3 separate regions of the Zea mays genome follow, and all the other regions are linked to region 3. A link is a contact called in public Hi-C and HiChIP or PLAC-seq data. All regions are on one chromosome and are shown on one strand. Each heading gives the region's core, a stretch centred on a gene start, on an enhancer-like site or on the middle of the called end of the contact. The rest is flanking DNA. Distances are from core to core; before and after follow the strand shown.

The links. Hi-C and Micro-C count contacts between places; a contact is called where the count stands out from the background. HiChIP or PLAC-seq counts read pairs in DNA pulled down with a chosen protein or histone mark.
Region 1: an H3K4me3 HiChIP or PLAC-seq map of leaf shows a contact between it and region 3, with 4 times the contacts expected there. The contact joins the promoter of LOC100281397 here to the promoter of LOC100283425 in region 3. A contact is called at or near these places in 4 of 25 Hi-C or Micro-C datasets (ear, leaf and tassel) and 1 of 3 datasets of contacts at active chromatin or transcription factors (leaf).
Region 2: a Hi-C map of leaf shows a contact between it and region 3, with 4 times the contacts expected there. The contact joins the promoter of LOC100194408 here to the promoter of LOC100283425 in region 3. A contact is called at or near these places in 3 of 25 Hi-C or Micro-C datasets (leaf and tassel).

Annotation. Positions count from the first base shown.
Region 1 is chr1:6,722,336-6,726,475 of Zm-B73-REFERENCE-NAM-5.0, reverse strand. It overlaps LOC100281397 (acyl-activating enzyme 11), which reads right to left and starts at 1,911. Exons shown (of 1, transcript NM_001154315.2): 1 at 1-1,911. The coding sequence starts at 1,853. The coding sequence ends at 117.
Region 2 is chr1:6,280,621-6,285,025 of Zm-B73-REFERENCE-NAM-5.0, reverse strand. LOC100194408 reads left to right here and starts at 2,988. Exons shown (of 24, transcript NM_001363281.1): 1 at 2,988-3,148; 2 at 3,237-3,377; 3 at 3,458-3,615. The coding sequence starts at 3,095.
Region 3 is chr1:6,492,879-6,497,642 of Zm-B73-REFERENCE-NAM-5.0, reverse strand. It overlaps LOC100283425, which reads left to right and starts at 1,345. Exons shown (of 2, transcript NM_001366674.1): 1 at 1,345-1,841; 2 at 4,729-4,764. The coding sequence starts at 1,484. The coding sequence ends at 1,810.

The DNA of each region.
Region 1 (4,140 bases), core at 662-3,161, 230 kb before region 3:
ATTATAGGAGCTTTGGCATGTCATATGTGTGAGTAGCTCCAAAACTTTTGGCAAAAAGAAGTTTACTGTGTAGCACGAGCTGTGCCCTGGAGCGCGCTGTGTGCTGCCACTGCTACCTATAGCCTTGACACCGCCATGACGTGCGCCACCGGCTGCCCGTCGCGGCGACCGCCGACCGTCGTCGTCTTCGCCTTGGGCTTCTGCGCCGCTGCTACGGTGGGCGCCAGCTTACGTGCCGCCTCCCGGAGCTTGACCTTCTCAACCTTTCCAAGCGCGTTCCTCGGTAGTGCTCCGACGACCTCCACCTTCTTGGGAACCATGAAGCGCGCCATGCGCTTGCTGCAGAAGGCGAGCACGTCGCCCTCGCTGAGCACGGCGGCCTTGTCCCTGGGCACGACGAAAGCGCAGGGCGTCTCGCCCCAGCGCGGGTGCGGCATGGCCACGACCGCGGCGTCGGCCACGGCCGGGTGGCGGAACAGCACCTCCTCCAGCTCCTTGCTGCAGATGTTCTCCCCGCCGCTGATGATGACGTCCTTGGAGCGGTCCTTGATCTCGATGTAGCCGTCCGGGTGCACGACGCCGACGTCGCCGGTGAGGAACCAGCCGGCCCTGAAGGCGCTCTCGTTGGCCTCCGGGTTGTTGAGGTAGCCCTTCATGACGCTGCTGCCCCGGAGGACGATCTCCCCGACGGTCCTGCCGTCGCGCGGCACGCTGAGCATGGTGTCGGCGTTCTTGACGTCGGCGTCGGCGAGGGACAGGACGCTGACCCCCTGGCGCGCCTTGAGGCGCGCGCGCTCCGGGAGCGGGAGGCGGTCCCACTGGTCGCGCCACTCGCACGCGAGCGCGGGGCCCGTGGCCTCCGTGAGGCCGTAGGCGTGCGTGACGTTGAAGCCGATCCGCTCGACGCGCTCGAGCAGCGCGGCCGGCGGCGGCGCGCCGCCGGTGAGGACGTGGACGGGGGCTTGGAGCTGCCTGGCGGCGCCGTCGCTGTCGCCGTCGCCGTCGAGGAGGATGCTGAAGACGACGGGCGCGCAGCACATGTGGGTGACGCGGTGGCGCGCGATGGCTCGGTAGATGTCGGCGGGGCGCGCGTCGCGGATGCAGACGTTGACGCCGCCGCGCGCCGCCATGCCCCAGGTGAAGGTCCAGCCGTTGCAGTGGAACATGGGGAGCGTCCAGAGGTAGACGGGCTCGGCGGGCACCCCCCACTGCAGCAGCAGGCTGGTGGTGCTGAGGTACGCGCCGCGGTGGCTGTAGACGACGCCCTTGGGCGCGGACGTGGTGCCGGACGTGTAGCTGAGCGTGACGGCGTCCCACTCGTCTTGGAGCGGCGGGAGGTCGGCGTCGGGGTCGCCGTGCGCGAGCAGCGCCTCGTACTCGAGCTCCCCGAGGCGGGCCCCCGTGGGCGAGTGGATGTCGTCGATGACGGCGACGAGCGGGACGTCGGCGGCGTCGAGGAGGCGGAGCGCGTCGCTGGCGAGGCGCACGTAGTCGTAGTCGACGAAGAAGAGCTTGGCCCCGGAGTGGCGCAGGATGGTGGCGACGGCGGCGGCGTCGAGGCGCGTGTTGATGGTGTTGAGGACGGCGCCGGCCATGGGCACGGCGAAGTGCATCTCGTACATGGCAGGCACGTTGGGCGCGAGCACGGAGACGACGTCGCCCCTGCGGACGACGCCGAGGGACAGCAGCGCGGACGCGAGGCGGCGGCAGCGCGCGTACGTCTGGCGCCAGGTGAAGCGGACGCCCCGGTAGATGACGGACGTGCGGTCGCCGTAGACGGCATTGGCGCGGGGAAGGAACCCCACGGGGCTCAGCGGCACGTAGTTGGCCGGGCGCTTGGGGAGCTGGTCCATGGTGCTTAGCGTACGTGTTGGTGACTGGCGAGGCGAGGCGAGGTGAGATGGTTGAGGCGCAGCGGATCGAGCGGTGGTGTATTATATATACTACTACTAGGCCAGAGGCCTGAGCAGTGGTCTGGTCTGGGAGAAAACGGAGGTTTCCCGGGGCGGGGAAGGAAAATGAAGTGAAAACGCGGGGTCTTGACCTGTAGCATGGCATAGCGATCCGCCGAAACAGGGGGTTTCGTTTCGTGTGAACCCTTTTGCCTGGCCATTTTGCGGAATTGATTTTTGGACCGACCGACCGACTGACCGAGGTTGGTCTTGCCCAAGGCTCTATATAATACATAGAGTAGTACTGGTGTGAGCTGTGGTCAAGTCGAGTCCAGACACATATACTAGTGCAGACCAAACGTGTTGTGTGATGCCTTTATCGGCCAATCACATGTGAACTCTGCTCTATCTTATACTGCTACTTTTAACCTAGTTATTATATAATATATACTATTCTGCATGCATGGTGACGCCTGCTGCATGCGTTCCGTCGTCGCCCGGGTCCGAATCGATCGCTGGTGCAGTTCCGTCGCCTCTCGTCCCGTGTCTGTGTGTGTAACTGTGCACCAGATATTTTTTCTTCTTCTGCGGCGTCGATCGTCCAACGTGCGAAATGCGATCAGCGCCGGTAGTTGGCGCACGCAGTCCACTCGTCACGCTCGCGAAAGAGACCGTACGTTACATGCGTCTCCCACCGTCGCTCTCCACGCATGCAGGCCGGGTCTGTTAGTAGCGAGAGACCACGATCTCGACCCTCTTCAAAACGTGATTTGTCTCTTGAAAACGTGATTTGGCGGTGTGCTAGCTGCTATTCAGAGTAGTGAACCTATTCGGAGTAGTGCTTTTACAACCAGATACAGGTTAGTGTTTGACAACTTTAAAATACATCACTACACACAGTGAGAAACAACGGCATCATTCCTAACGATCTGATAGGTATACTACCATTCGAGAACGTTTGACGACATGCATCTAAGATAACGATCCCATCAACGTTTCGAGGCGGATCAATCCAATATCATGAGCTTTACCATGTATATCCATACTACCGATTTGATATTTCTATATTAATAATCCGTAAAACATGATCACCAACCAATACATGTGCTAGTCTGCACAAACCATTATTATTGTCTCACATAATAAATTAAGCCAAGAGATGTTTGGATAACATTACGAAACATAGAGTTAAAAAACAAGTCACATACTCGCCGATCATGTAGTAGTAATAGTTCAAGAGGCTAAATGACACTTTATTCAATACTAATAAACATCAGACGTTTATACAATTGCCTTCCACTTACACTAAATAAATCATGCAAACATCCAATACAAATTGCACTTGTCTATGCCGGCCTCATGTCACGAATAAGGTGCATTTTACAAATCTTCATATCACCTGTATTAACAATGTCATTAATAAGGTGGTAGCGGTGAAGTATGTGCTTGTATTTTTTTTTGGGTGATCTAGGTTCTTTGGCATCTGCAATGGTACATTTATTATCACAATAATGGTCCAAAGATTTGGTGAACTCGAAATCCCACCCAACTCGGAAACAAAGTTTTCGATCCAAACAACCTCCTTAGTAGCTTCTGACACTTTGATATACTTAGCCTCTATTGTAGAATCAACCACTATCTTTTGCTTTAAACATTTTCAACTTATTGCTCGTCCACTGAACGTATATCCAGACTACGATTAAATATCATCTCTATTGGTTTCGAAGCTAGCATCGATGTAACCATTTATGATTGGCTCTTCCTTATAACCATAAACCAGGAACATATCCTTTATTCTTCGCAAGTACTTCAGGATATTCTTTACAACCACCCAATGAACCTCACTAGGATTAGATTTGTACTTATAATGCTTAGATCATAAGCAACATCTGGACATAGGACATGTACATAGACATACATAGTGGATCCAACCATGGTTGCATACATAATCACTCAGCGAGTAAAAATAGGTCGTAAAAAATCTGCTTTCTGAATCTAGTCTTTAGTTTGGCTTTTAGCTTTTAAAAACAAAAGATAAAACGAAAAACTAAACCAAACACACCCTACATCTCGCTCTCTCTCGCTGATGTAATATGTTTATGGAAGCCAATAGAAGGCAGTAAAGTGTCATCACACCTACTACCAGTGCTCCTCTCTCGCCGGCGACGTCGGATAGGACGGACAAGGCCGTGCGGCCGGTGCAGTGGCCCGACGGTCGATTGGACGGACGACGGGGCCATGCCACCGT
Region 2 (4,405 bases), core at 1,739-4,238, 210 kb after region 3:
AAAAGAGTAACTTTTCCAAGTTCATCTTTATACTCTTATTGCCTTTGTACTCTTATTTGAAGATTTTGGTGAGGCAATGGGGTTAAAGGGCCAAGATTGATCCCGTTTTGGTGCTTGATGCCAAAGGGGGAGAAAATAAAGGCCAAAGCAATAGATGGATCAGCTACCACTTGAGAAATTTTGAAAATAGTAGATTAGAGCTTTTGGTTTGTCAAAACTCTTTTATTGTCTCTTATGTCAAAAGTTGGCCTCTTGTGGGGAGAAGTGTTGATTATGGGAAAAAGGGGGAGTTTTTGAAATCCTTGATCAAATTTCTTTGGAAAACCTCTCTTTATGTCTCTACAAGTGGATTTGACTTAGAGATAGGAATTTGAGTTTGATTTGCAAAAACAAACCAAGTGGTGGCATAGAGTGATCCATATATGTTAAATTTAAATCAAAACAATTTTGAGTTCTTAGTTGAATTGATTTTGTACTTGTTCTACTTGCTTTATGTTGTGTTGGCATAAATCACCAAAAAGGGGGAGATTGAAAGGGAAATGTGCCCTTGGGCCATTTCTAAGTATTTTGGCGATTTAGTGTCCAACACAAGTGCCTAAGTGTAAAAAGGTGGACAAAGTACAAATCAAGGATAAAGGTATGTTTCTCAGACTTAGTACATTGTTTTATGGACTAATGTATTGTGTCTAAGTGCTGGAAACAGGAAAAATCCAATTGAAAATACCTTGGCTCGAGCAGCCAAGACTTTGCTCAGTCTGGAGCACCGGACAGTGTCCGGTGCGTCAAGCTGGCTCGAGCAAACAGGCTGCTCTCGGGACTTCGACGACGGTGTACGACTATAATTCACCGGACTGTCCGGTGGTGCACCGGACTGTCCGGTGGGCCGTTCACAGGCGAACTCGTCGCTCTCGGGAATTCACCGGCGACGTACGACTATAATTCACCGGACTGTCCGGTGTGCACCGGACTGTCCGGTGAGCCAACGGTCGGCAGGGCCAACGGTCAGCCGCGCGATCTGCGCGGGACACGTGGCCGAGCCAACGGCTAGAAGGAGGCACCGGACTGTCCGGTGTGCACCGGACACGTCCGGTGCGCCAACGGCTCTCAGGCTGCCAACGGTCGACTGCGCCATTTTTGGAAGGAAATCGGGCACCGGACAGTGTCCGGTGTGCACCGGACTGTCCGGTGCGCCAATCGACAGAAGGCAAGATCAACCTTCCTAGATTGCTCTCAACGGCTCCTAGCTGCCTTGGGGCTATAAAAGGGACCCCTAGGCGCATGGAGGAACACACCAAGCATTCCTACAACATTCCTAAGCACCAAGACATCGATTCCGCGCCTTTGATTCTTTGCGATAGCAATTAGAGCTCTAGTTGAGTGGTGAACTCATTGAGTTGTGTTGTGAGCTCTCGTTGCGACTTGTGTGCGTGGTGTTGCTGTGATTTCTTGTCTTGAGTGCATTGCTAATCCCTCCCTTGCTCCGTGCTTCTTTGTGAATTTCAAGTGTAAGGGCGAGAGGCTCCAAGTTGTGGAGATTCCTCGCAAACGGGATTGAGAAAAGCAAGCAAAACACCGTGGTATTCAAGTGGGTCTTTGGACCGCTTGAGAGGGGTTGATTGCAACCCTCGTCCGTTGGGACGCCACAACGTGGAGTAGGCAAGCGTTGGTCTTGGCCGAACCATGGGATAACCACCGTGCCATCTCTGTGATTGATTTCTTGTGGTTATTGTGTTTTGTTGAGACTCCTCTCTAGCCACTTGGCATTTACTGTGCTAACGCTTAACCAAGTTTTTGTGGCTTAAGTTTTCAAGATTTGCAGGATCACCTATTCACCCCCTCTAGGTGCTCTCAGACCTAGCGAGTCAAGTTCGGCTTGGCTTGGTCGCATTGCGAGATTAGGTCCGACTCTAGCCAACTCATAAAAAGGAAAAAATTCAGTAACATAATAATGTATCAAAAAATACACCATCATATCTTAAACTATATCAAACATCTAGTTCATAAAAAAATTATGTATCAAAAAATACAGCAACATATTTTAAACTATATCAAGCTTCTAGTTCATAAAAAGGAAAAAAACAGTAACATGATAATGTAATAGTGTAAAAGCATAGCACCATATCAGTAGACTCACGAGCTGGCTGTTTGAGTGAGCCAAAAAATAGACTAGTCTCATACTCATTCAGACTCATGAGTCTCTCCACTGAACCGATTTCGAGCCGGGTCTCAAGCTTTTTTTTGCAGCCGTACTTACGACTATACCTGTTGGTTTCGGGTCTGGTCGGATTTCCCGTGCCTACCTATTTGATGTGTTGGGTTGGATTTTTTTAGGTTGGGTTGATTTTTTCTTTGGGTCGAGTTTTTTTAGGTTGGGTCAGGTTCTATATAAAAAATCACAACCCTTACCTATCCCGTGAATTAGGTCGAATTAGGTCAAAAATTATGACCATATTAATTCGGTTTCTTGGACGGGTTAGGTCGGGTGGTTTCATCAGGTCTATGACGACTATAGATGACCAATAAGCACGAGGCTCGCGAGCCCGGCACGAAGCCCGCTGTTTAGGCCCGATTCGAGCCCGGCACGACCCGGTTCTATGCGGGCTCGGGCCAGCCCGACACGAATAAGCGGGCCAGGCTCGGACAGGAAACTAGGAACATTGGACTAGCCCTGCACGACCCGTTTATCTCTAAGCCCGTTAAGCCCGCTTAACCTGTTTTTCGGCCCGTTTTTTCCGTGCTAACGCGTTGCGGGCTAGGCTCAGATAGAAAAACGAGCCCGCGGCTTGGACGGCCCGATCCGGTTTTCTAATCGTGTTTCGCGGGACAGGACCAAAACAGGCTGGGCTTAACCGTTCCTGGGCCGGGCCGGGCCGGGCCGGGCGGCCCATTTGGCCTCTCTGACGACTCACAACAGCCTTTCCCGTATGCGGTCGAAGTAGAACGAACCTACACCCAGACCAGGCAGGCAGGCAGCCAGCCACTCACCTCGAACCAAATTATTAGCCCCGTTGTCGCCGCCGGCTGCTACACACACTTCTCCGCGTTCCTCGCCGCCGCCGGAGCAATCCCGCGGCGCACTGTCTAACTCACCACCATGCTGCAGAGCAAGTCATTCGTGAAGAAGACGAAGCAAGGCCGCATCCAAAAGGTAACTGCTCGGGCAAAACGTCGCCGTCTCTCGAGGTGCTCCCCCAAACCCTACGGCCCTACCTGACGCCGTCGTCGCCTCTTCGCAGGTCGTCAGGGAGCACTACCTCCGCGACGACATCTACTGCGGCTTCGTCCCCTGCACCGCCTGCGCCGCAGCCGCGGAGCGAAAGCTTGGCGCCGCTGCCGCCGCCATCCTCGTCGTCGACACCAACGTCGTGCTCCACCAGGTAACGGAAGTGTTCCTCCATCTCCCGCTTAGCCTAGGTGTGAGGGTGCGCTGGGATGATGAGTTGAGATGCTGCGTCAGATCGATTTGCTGGAGAACCCGGCGATTGAGGATGTCGTCCTGCTGTCAGTGGTGCTGGACGAGGTGAAGAATAAGAACCTTTCAGTTTTCAACAGGATCAAGGCACTGTGTATCAACAAAGCACGTAGATTCTATGTTTTCGCCAACGAGCAGCATAGGTGAGTTGTATTCTACCATCATGTCCCTGCCCGTTTGTATTTCTGTTTCAGTTTGGGGTGCTCTCTTCCTATTTGAACCAAAAGGTTCCAGGTCCAGTTTTATAGTCAATTGACTATTTTATGATAAAGCTGCTGGAGTTAGTAGTTCTATAAATGTATTGAGTTTCTAGCATTGGAAAAATCAACGAGAACTTAAGGGTTAACCCAAGATCACTCGTGCCATAAAATACTGTGGTCAATTCTTCTTAGAGTTACCTTTGTGGATTTCTTTAAATGAAATGAAATCGATGCTATATAGTATATATATTTTAAAGAAACTTTGTTCAAACTATGTTTGCTTGAAGTCACATGCTCATTTAACATGCAGCATGAGTATTGGACCCAATTTCTTTTTTGCAGTTTCAGCATGATTGTATTTCTTTTTGAGGAAAGGGGAGTGCAACCGAGTACGGGGAAACTTACAAAGACCAGAATCGGTGTCTTAGGCAGAATGTGCCTAGCAACTGAAACAGCTATCCTATTCAGAACGCGGATCTCTGAACAAGAATGAGTTTCAGCATGATTGTATTGATGAAATGTCTTTATCCAATCACCATGACCGCACAATTACTTATCAAATAGTTTCATGGGAAGAATTAATAGCTTTGGTAGATGCCCATGTTCTGAGAAGGCTACAGCTTCCTAATGCAAAATTGTTAATGTGTGTATCATTACTTGCAAGCTTACACTCTTCTTGACATTGCATCTTTCAAAGGGATATAGAAATGGATTAGCTGCATGAAAAAAGGCA
Region 3 (4,764 bases), core at 96-2,595:
TATTCTACCTATCTCCTCTTTTATCGCGGCCTGTAGTTCTGCTTATCCGGAGTTTGATCACTTCCTTAGCCGAGTTGACGCCGAGTGTTTAGCCCTTCGGCTGTGTGCAACTTCTTCAGTCGAGATATTAGCTCTTCTGCCTACGCATAACCCGGATGTTTAGTCTTCGTCTTCTTGGATCGAGCTTGCCTAACCTGGTTGTGGCCCGATGACCCATCCTGCAAGGTGGACCATCAGGAGGCCCATCAGACGGCCCGTGACATGTTTCTGTGTTCGTGAGGACCCGAGGATATCTACCCCCAACACCACTAAAGACAACACTAGGCATATAGTAAGCAGGAAATCAACTAAGTGTCAGTCAAGATAAACTAGATGAACTACCCTAAACGATTGTCACTCATCATGCTAGAAATATATCTGAAATAGATACCAGTTTAAATTCTCAAGATTTATCAGATTTTACAGCGGATTACAAATTTCGATGAAAAGCATGTGAGTGCGAGAGGTTGTAAGCATTGTCATTGTCTAACTTTTCAACCGGGTGTAGCCTATGCAACAAAGCAATCAGAAGGTAAAGACACCGGTTTTGATCATCCACCACCTACTCGAGTTCATCCAAAAGTGGAAATAGAAGCAATCTCGATACAATGATGTGGTGACAAATTCAAACTCATCTCGATCTTTTTGATTTTTTCACTTACCTTGATTTTGCTTTAAGCACAGATTTAATGAATCAAGCCAATGAATAACTCAAAACATGAGGCATAGCCACCTAGCATACTAGTGACAATACAAAGAATTTCAAACACATCCTATACATGCTAGGTGCCAATCTCAATGGGGAGCATGTTTTGGATTCAACAAGTAATAGTCAAGTTCACAATTATGAAAAGAAGCTTAGCTCAACAATATTGTATCAATATAAGCAAACAGAGCCTAAGCATGCCAAAGCATCATCATGTATACAAAGAACATACTACTAGGATCATAGTCACATTCTAGCATATACACAAGTGAAGGTCAAAATGCTACATGAGATACATATATAATACAAGAATGAAGAAAGAAAGACTAAAATCTACATGAAAAACAACAAAAACAAAAACAAAAAATGGAGCCCTTGATAAAAAAGGAACTAGACACCTAATTCTCCTCTTAAAATACTATATTACTATATCAGCTCACGAGCCGATCCAGACTCAGTTAAAATTGACTCGGACTAAAGAGATTCATGAGCCGAGATTGAATAAGCCCGAGCCGACTCTTGAGCCTCGAGTTTTTTTTTTCGATCCTAAGGTCCCCGGCGGCCCGGCCGGAACAAAACCCGTTCGATGCGTCTCCGCCGTTTCAGGACACAATCAAGGGCTAGAAGCCACTACAGGCCCAAATTCAGCCCATACCCACTCTCCCATCCACGAGACCACAAGCCACACCAAACCCGCGTTCATCGACGGACGAGCTCGCCGGCGAGAGAGCGACTGAGATGGAGGCGGCGGCAGCGGCGGCCGGCGTGGAGCTGGGCTCCTCGAAGCCCCAGATCGCGACGCAGGCGGAGATGGCGGAGGCCCGGGTGCCGCTCGCCTACCGCGATCAGTGCGCGCACCTCCTCATCCCGCTCAACAAGTGCCGCGTCGCCGAGTTCTACCTCCCCTGGAAGTGCGAGCCCGAGCGCCACGCCTACGAGAAGTGCCAGTACGAGCTCGTCATGGAGCGGATGCTCCAGATGCAGAAGATCCGCGAGGCGCAGGAGACCAAGGTCAAGGGCGGCGCCTCCATTGGCCTCATCCCGGCCACCGCCAAGCTCGCCTGATACGGGTCCCAGACCGATCCGCTTGATTTAGGTGAGCTCTGACCCCGTCACGCCGTTTCGAATCTCTTCTTTCCGGGATTTAGCTCGGCTGCTGTGGCTTGAGTTTGTGATTTGGATGTGAAGGCCACATGTTGTCTCGGGTACTTAGGGATTCCGATTGCATGAGTGGCGAATCGTGCGCCCTTTTGTCAGGGGAAGCAGCATTGGGCGGGTGGCCCGTCAGCGTTGGCGTGGATATTATTAGGTTAATTTGTAGACATTTCAGACTAAGCTGCTGACTGAATGGTTAGGGTTTTCAGGAGCTGCTGTAGCCGTGTAGCACTTGCAGAGCTAATTTAGGTAGGGTGAAAACAGAAACGTGACTCTTGATTCTTGGTAGCATAATTCAAGCTTGCTGCAAATATGACGAAGTTAAAACGTGAAATCAAGCCACTGGGATACATGGACATTTGAGATCAGTCCAGATCTCTCTCTCTTTTTTTGCTGCCCAGTGCTTGCTGCAGTTCCAACCATTATGCTGTCATATGTTCATATATTGAGTTGTGATGTTCATGTATCATGAATACACAACAGTGCTAAAATGTTTAGAAATCAGTCTAGCTGGTAGGAAGCTTAATGGAAATTCATCATATCTTCCCTGCGACCTGAATTTGGGGCTTCCAAACTACCTGAAGTTGGTTACAGATTCTAGATTACTGTTTGGTGATATTAGGACTGGAACTCTATTCTGGCTTGTAGCTTCTCAAGTCATTGGAAGTGATTTAGACAAGGCCTAGATTTTTGTTTGTTGGACCAATTTTTAAATCTGAAGCTTTGTGCAATTAAAGCAGATAATGTACATAGGCAGCAGGTTAGTTTAGCTACGCAGGCTGCCATTCCAAACACATCGTTGCAGTGAAGCATCAAATCTAATTAAAACATGTATGATAAACATGTCATAGCTTACCTATGCCAATAAGCAGAATATTTCTCAACTATATCTATAGGTTGCTGCAAGCAATATTGAATTTGAAGGAACTTGCCCAAGTTTCATTTTATAACACATTGAGGTGTCATGTCGATTAAATTAAATGGAGTTGCCAATTCATATCACATTTTTTTATTGTACCTCCACTTAGCACTTTTGCAATACTTTCAAGAACGTTAGGTCTTTTGGTGGGTGGTGGTAATATACTCGTCTTCAGGGGGATGCCACATGAAGAAACAAATGCAGTCCTTTTAGCTTCATTGTTAGAGGCTTTCCAGTCCTTTTGAGATGAGCTCTTCAATACACTGCTTGTACTTTATATCATTTGATCTTAAATACTTTGTGACAAACCCCCTGTTCTTCCAATTTAATCTGGTTAAGTGCAGTAGAGCATCTCTCTGCATGACTGTTGCATAAGTTTTGCTGGTTCTTGTGAGTTCATTTCATAGCAGGATAATGCAATACCAAAGTGATGCTTGTATACATTATACTGGCATACTGCATCCACTCTTCCTATATAAGCAACATAAATTAATTACCCTAGGGGGTTCATCTGTTGCCCATTGGGCTTGCCTTGACTATCGGCAATCGTTCCTCTAGCAGCAGAATGGGGAACCCCTTAATGGCATTGAAAACGGTACCCTTTAGTGGATATTGAGATTTTACTTTTAAGCTTTTGGGCATTGTATTCAATCACTGATATTTCCATAAAAAGGATAACCACAGGTTGAACTTTACAATGGGGTTTGCAGTTACTAGCATAATATGGCCCTGTTAAGCGGACAAGTGCTGGTAAATTTTTATTTCCATTTGCCACACATAATTCTTAGTTCTATTTATTTACTATATTAGCTTTCCTTGTGTTGCTTATGGCTGGATACAAGCTCAGCGTGATGTTAGTAACTGGCCTGGTCATTAGCAATCGTATGGAAACCAGGGACATGGAATAGGAACTCTCTTTTGTGAACAATAGCTGCTGTCAGCCTGTCAGTTTTACTCTGTGCGCATCTAATGCATGATAGATTGAAACACATCGGATGTGATGTTTAAGGAATCTTTTGTATCGGATCTGGATCATATGGTCACAACCTTCCCACTGTAAAACACGTCTTGTTAGCTTTTCTGCAGTCTTGTCTGATAATTCCATTTGCATGCCATGACAACCGACAACATGAACACAAACGACATAATAATAATGGCAATAGTGCATCTATACCTAGTCTCTTTTGGCTTGCCAATGTCCATTTGTGTTTGGTCAATACCTCGGAGGGACTCCCAACACGTATATTCTATGAAGTTCATCTTCAGAGTTATGTTATGCCCCCCTCCCACCCCCCAATGAAACTTGACAACTACATTTTTTTGGTGGCTCTGTATGATGAAGCTGTTATGCACCTTTAGGCTGCTCCCACACCCTAGTCTGGGTTAGGAATAATGGTATTGATGTGCATCGTAGATGAGGGTCGATCTCTTGGTTTTGAGCTGCAAATTGAGTTGGCATGGAAGCTTTTGTTTTGTTTTGGAAACTGAAACCATGGTCGCCATGGCTTTGATGATATGGACCCTCTGGTTTGCTTGTCTCCCATGTGAATGCATCACCACCTTTGACGCTTAGCCCATAGGGCCATGTCAGATGATTCTGGGAATAAAAATCTCCTCATCATCCTATTAGGTGTCTGGGTTGGTTATTCTATGCATTATTTGTTTTGGCCTGAAGCAGCGTTGGAAACACAACACTGTTATGCCATGTTACCTGTGGCCGTGGGACAAATTTGCTATGTCTTTGTTACCTGTGGCTGTGGGACAAGTTTGCTATGTCTTTGTTTCCCTGCTGCTGCAGTAGTGGCTGTCTGGAAACTCATGTTGATTTCACTTTTTTTTTCTTGTGTAGCACCTGCCTGTTGTTCAGGGCCCTACTAACCAGCTGGACTCGTTTTGGTTTTGGACGCAGGTCTGCCTGTTGGCTATAGCAGCGTCCAGAGGCGTT